Linked DNA regions of Rattus norvegicus: region 1 is linked to region 2. Evidence: chromatin contacts called from public Hi-C data. All regions are on one chromosome and are shown on one strand. The core of a region is the stretch at or near the end of the contact, and the rest is flanking DNA. Distances in the headings are between cores, read along the strand shown. Region 1 holds the start of Atp6v1d (ATPase H+ transporting V1 subunit D). Region 2 has its middle 46 kb from the start of Pals1.

Evidence for each region. Hi-C and Micro-C count contacts between places; a contact is called where the count stands out from the background.
Region 1: a Hi-C map of frontal cortex shows a contact between it and region 2, with 2.5 times the contacts expected there. The contact joins the promoter of Atp6v1d here to the enhancer-like site in region 2. A contact is called at or near these places in 2 of 12 Hi-C or Micro-C datasets (frontal cortex and mammary epithelial cells).

Annotation. Positions count from the first base shown.
Region 1 is chr6:103,404,066-103,406,911 of GRCr8, forward strand. It overlaps Atp6v1d (ATPase H+ transporting V1 subunit D), which reads right to left and starts at 1,281. Exons shown (of 9, transcript NM_199386.3): 1 at 1,081-1,281. The coding sequence starts at 1,121. Eif2s1 (eukaryotic translation initiation factor 2 subunit alpha) reads left to right here and starts at 1,815. Exons shown (of 8, transcript NM_019356.1): 1 at 1,815-1,840.
Region 2 is chr6:103,280,240-103,283,139 of GRCr8, forward strand. It overlaps the pseudogene LOC108351336. Among named protein-coding and RNA genes, the nearest start is that of Pals1, 46 kb to the right of the region's middle. Within about 2 kb of position 1,477, at least 91 of the 93 cell types and tissues checked have an H3K27ac peak or open chromatin away from gene starts, as enhancers often do.

The DNA.
Region 1 (2,846 bases), core at 31-2,530, 120 kb after region 2:
GAAATTCACTCTGGGGTTTAAATATAACTAAGAGTTGTCAGATCTGTGAGAAAAAAAAAACATAGGATAAGGAAAACAATACAGTATCATGCGTACGCGCACGCGCGCGCGCACGCACACACACACACACACACACACACACACACACACACACACGCTCGCGCACATACACAAAACCCTAAACCGTCCCCAAAATATCAGAGTAAAATCTGATTTCCTTCTTCAGGGACAACTGAAGATGACAACATAAATAAGAATAATCTCTACTTTCCACGAGTTATTATATGTATTTGAGAAAACTTCAAATTTTCATTTACAAATGTTATTTCTCCTAACAAAGATGTTAGGCCGAAGCAGAAAGGCAGCCTGCAACTGAGCACATCCCAAGGCAAAGGGAACAATTTTCTGTGGACCTTTTATGCATTAAAAAGATGCCTCCTTCTTCCAGGAGACAGCCCAAATAAATATCCGTGTGACAGTGTCATGAGTGACATTGCTAGGGTAGAAGAGAGCAGTCATCACAAGGCTGTAGGAATACCTCAGAAATGCAGGAATATCTTCCTACAGCAGGTAACATGTGATGGGATCCAAGACTGAAACCTACAGCTTCGAGAGGATGACACATTCGATGTCACTTTGGCTTAGAGACCTTCTACTTGCTTCCCATCACTTAACTTCCCCGTCTGAGAGCTTTGGTCAGACCATCTTAGCTTCTACGTCTCATCCCTCAGCACTGATGAGCCCTGTGAGGCAGAGATGGCGACCGCTCGGTTATGTAAACTCCGCGAATGGCTCAGAAGGTGTGTGGAATGAATGAGTAAAGACATCGACCTCCAAAAAGAGCCAGCAGGGGATCCCCTTTTCCTTTGGACTGGAAACACTTTCTCCAGCCTCTTCTCTCAGGGGGAATAGGTGAAGGGGGCTGTAAAGAAGCCTCAATCGGAACTCAGGGGAAGACCCTGGGGAAGCTCAGGTCGGCCCAGAAAACAAGAAACCCCGCTGGTGGCCAAGAGTGCGCAGGAATGCGCTCCGGGAAGATGTGCCTGAACGTGGTGTCACTTGTTCTATTCTTTAACTTACATTCGCGAAGGGAAGATTTCAATCCGGTCTTTGCCCGACATTCTGACGGTGACTCGGCTCGGGTCCCCAGTGGGACAATCGGGACCGCAACACCTCCAGAACTGTTACCACAGAGCCTTCCTTCACCCGAGTCAGCTGACGGTGTCACTTGACCCCGTGCGTTGCTAAGAGGCAACCAGGAAACCGGTTCCCACTTCCGCTTCCTGTTGCCAGAGGACAGAGGAGAGGGCGGGCCTTTAGGAATGCCCGGATGTGGAAGAGAGCACAGTCCCGGAATTCCGGGTCTCTTCACTGCCCCTCCCTCCGGCGAGTGGCCCGCACTCAGCGAGTGCTGAGTGATGGGTCCGGAGAAGATCACGCTCCTCCTCTTCCTCAGCTTTCCATCTTTCGTCACAGCGCCATCTCTTGATTGAGTAAAACTTAAAGTAATCATCCTGGAGCAAGAAATAGAACATTACCTCTTCTTTAAGCCTAGCAAACTCCCTCCGCAAAGTCTATAAATACCAAGGAAAGTTACTTTTCAGCTCGCCCTGTGGTTCAAACCGCCCATATTAGGAGGACTGAGACTCTATGGTTAGTGGTAACGAAGGACCTTTTCCGTCGGCGCTTGCGCAGTGAGAGGTGGGTCCGCATGCGCGCTGGGTTGGGCGAAGCGCACGCTGAGGAGCTTCGCCGTCCGGTGTTGGTGTTCCGAGTCTCATCGTTGCCATTAAGGAGCCCGGCGTGGGACCCTAGTTCGGGATTCACACATACACTTCAGGTGATTGGCCCCGCACCTTGCTTTCCCCAAGAATTCGCCGTAGCTATGTCCAGTGATAGGAGTGGTCTAGGCCCCGGGCTATCACCCCACCCCCCCTTTCCCGTTCTTGCGCGGGAAGTATCTGGACAACGTCGCCACGGCCCGCTGGATATTTCCTGCGCCTTCTCGCCAACCGGTGTCTGGTCCTGTGAACCAGAAACGTGGCTGTACGGGCGGAGGAACCCCGTGAAGGAACGTGGGCCAAGTAGATTTTTACAGCCTCCCTAAAGATGTCTTGTGGTGGGGAGGCCTCTGGAGAACGCTCCGACATCCCACCCCTAGTTCAGGACTATTGGGCGCTTTGCTTTTACCGGGCCTCAGAATTTGAGCATTTTTTTTTTCTTCTTTTCAGCTCTAGGATACTACCAAAACTTCTGACTCTTTGGAGACTGAACTTTTAGTCAGAGAATCAATAGGATAAACCACCGTATTTAAGTTTAAAAAAAAAATCCGAAACGTAACTATTAGCATTGAAGGTCGTTGTTTTTCCGTTCTAGTTGTGCATTTCTGTAAGAAAGAATTCCTGGAATTGGAAATCAGCTATTGAAGTCATGCTGCTGAGGCGATTATTTACCCTGTTTGGGCAACTTTGAAAATAAAACTAGAGTCTTATAGTGGGCGCTGAAAGCCTGAGATTAAGAAAAACTTTAGCGTTAACTGTGTTCACATTGAAGCTCTTAAACCCCCCACTCCCACCCCATGTCTAGGATGCTTTGATTTTCACTAAGGTAGAAACATAGGTCCTTGAAAAAAGGATGCATCAAGAAAAGTCTTTATTTTTCTCATTAAGTTGATGTTAAAGGGGTAGGGGGCCATCGACAGTTGATCATTTTAGTGCCTTTTCTGGGCCTATGATGCCAGATGGCAGGCACCTAATTCTCAAAAGACTTAATTGTACTAGTAAACTTCAGAGCTGAACAAGCGTTTCCCCAACGAGTTATATTTTAGTTTGGAATGTTCGTTGCCC
Region 2 (2,900 bases), core at 227-2,726:
CAACCGACGAGATGAAAAGGGTAAGTAAAGGCCTGGGTGTATTGGGAATCATGCTTTAAAACCACGGCAGCAGAGAACAAATATATGACTAATTTCATATAGGAAGGCACTGAAGGACAGTTGTCTAGGACGTGTGCCCCTGGAGAAAGTTCAACAGGTTGGAGATATTTTAGTCCAGCAGAAGAGGTTTCTGCATAGAACATATTTCTTTCTGCTCCAAATCCAGTTCCTCGTGGACACACTTTCATAGCACTTTCAGGGTCCACCCTTCCCAGATGGTGGCATAGGTATGTCCTGACAGCATGGACTCACGTTGGGACTAGCCTATGTAACTCTCGTTCTCTCCAGAGAACTCTGTGACAACTGTGGCCCTTTACAACCTTCCTGGTTTTCAGAAACGAGCCGTCTGAGGAATCAGGGAATTGTGTAGTACTTTATACACACCTAGGTGTTGGCGTCACGGTTGTTTGGAGTATTAGCGTTTTTGACATGCCTGACAGAACAGGAATCTCTTCAAAGGGAGTCAGATTTTCCTCAGGAGATGACTGCTTCCCAGGCCCGTCAGCCTTAACGGCTTCCGAGTCAGTCTCGGAGAAGCAAGGCGACCACACAGAGGCGGAGAGGTGGGCAAAGGGGGCGAAGCGACTCAGCGGTCGGGACTAGCGCTTCGCAGTTTGAGGCGCGGGAGTGCGCGCGGCGGAGCGCGCGGGAAGGGGGGGGCACAGCGGACCAATCAGCGGGCTCTGTCCCCTCACGCGCTCAGGATTGGGCGATCCGTTCCAGCCTCTCTCCCGGCCGTGGGCGGGCCGCGCCGGGAACGGCCTGGGATAGGCGCGCCCGCTGCGCCCAGTCCCAGGGGCGCGTGCGCGGTCTCGCGTCAGCCGCGGGGGCTGGTCTCGCGCGGCCTCGAGGAGGAGTTTCTGGCGACGGCGGCGACGGAGGAGGCTGGCGGTGGGGAGGGGGCGGGGACTGAAGGCTCCGAGGTGGGGGCAATCGGGAGTTTCTGGATTCTTTATCCGGTGTTCGGAGGGCCGCCGGACGGAGGGTTGTGGCTTGGATCGCGCTGAGGAGCGAATAAGAGCGAGCGGATCGGCCGCCGCCGGGTCACGGAGGTAAGGGGCGGACCCGCAGCGGCGGGGCTGTGGTGATCTTATCAACAGGTTCCTGGGAGCGCGGCGGGGGAGGGGCGGCGGGTCTCGCACCCCCTCCCCGACGCGCCGCACGGAGAGGGTCCCCTGGGGAACCCCAGGCTGAGCCGGGCGCCGCGGTGCCAGCCCAACCTTTGTCCCTTGGAGGAACGCTCCTGGTGTGGTACGGGTTGGTTCTCTGGGCCGCGGACGCACCTTGGCGCGGTGGCGGGCCATCCCGCCGGACTTGCGGGGGCCTCGGCAGGGAGTCGTCTAGCTGCACCCAGGCCCGGAGTTCGCGGGTCCCGGGGACTCTCCCTCACCCCACCCCTGACTGGATCAGAGAACCAGCCTGGGAAACACTTTCCCATGGAAGACGGAATGCAGCCAGCGTTCCTGTGACTGAGTCAGCTCCTGGTGTTCTGCTACTCATTGCGTTCTTCAGATAAACAGTTCCTGCTTCCTTGTGACCGCTGCTAAAGTAAAGCCGGCGTCGTAGTGCTTTCTCAGAACTTAGACGGAGGTTGTCCGTTGAACTTTGAAGTCTGTAAATGCTTGCAAGGTACTTTCAATGGATGCCGCTTGGAACAAGTCTTTAGTGTAAATTACGTAACTTACTAAGGATAGCTCTCACCTTCTGTCCAGCTGATTGACACACAGTAATGTGTTGTGGAATTTAGATTCGGTCGAAAAGTTTTCCGTGACACTTTACTCTAAAATGAATGCAGCACCTAGAAGGGTTTTTAAGTTAGCGTGCTGTGACTAATTTAGATTTTCAAGAATTTTAAATTCTGAAAGCCAGTGTAGCAAGAATTCTAAAGTTTTGATTTAGCGGACAAGATGGAAGATATGTCAGGTTTTAATAAGGCACTGTCATGTTTTAATGATAGTATTCTAATTACCCCTTTTAATTAATTATCCAGAAATTAATAACTTGTTAAATTTTGCAACAGGAACAAATTAGGTGATGTGCTGGTGTCTTTGAAGTATAGGTATTGGTGGGAATGAAAATTAGCTACCTTTTCTTGAAGATGAGCTGTTTTTATAGTATTTCTGTGGGCACGATTTCTTAAAGATCATTCTAAACTGTTGTAGCAGGCTTACATTAAAATGTTAAAGAGCTTTATAGGTAAAACAGACAGATAAAAAGAGATTCATAATCTCTTAAAAATTGAGTAAATTTGCCATGAATGACCAAAAGTCATCACCATGAATTTGACAAATAATGGTGGACTCGTAGTGATAAATTTTTTTTAGAATGTTAAAATAGATGAGAGATTTAAGATAATTCTCCTTAAGGGTGATCCAAAGTGGTACTGTGGCTTAGCGATGCATATTGTCTTCTGAATTGTGATTTATCTTTATTTATATGTGCATAGGGGCAGGGTATTGACATGTAAGTGCATGTGCCAGTGGAAGCTCAAAGCATTGAATTTCCCTAGAACTAGCGGTACAGGCAGACTCTTGGGGACACACACCCCACCCCCACGCCCCATCCCAGCTATTGTGGGTGCTGGTAACATAACTTGGTTCCTCTACAAGAGCAGTTTAAAGTCTTTACTGCTGAGTCCTCCATCTAGCCTACTGTATTGTGATCTGATTAAAAATCTCAGACTCACTACCCATACGTAGTTCCCCACCCATGTAAGCCAAAAGCCAAATCTGCTTTCTGTCTTGTCCTGTCTACAATCCTTCTGTTCTTTAAGATACTTTGTAAACCAGAATTCCGAGCCCACTGTTCAGTCTTCTCTTCTGTCGAGGTTTCTCCTGTAA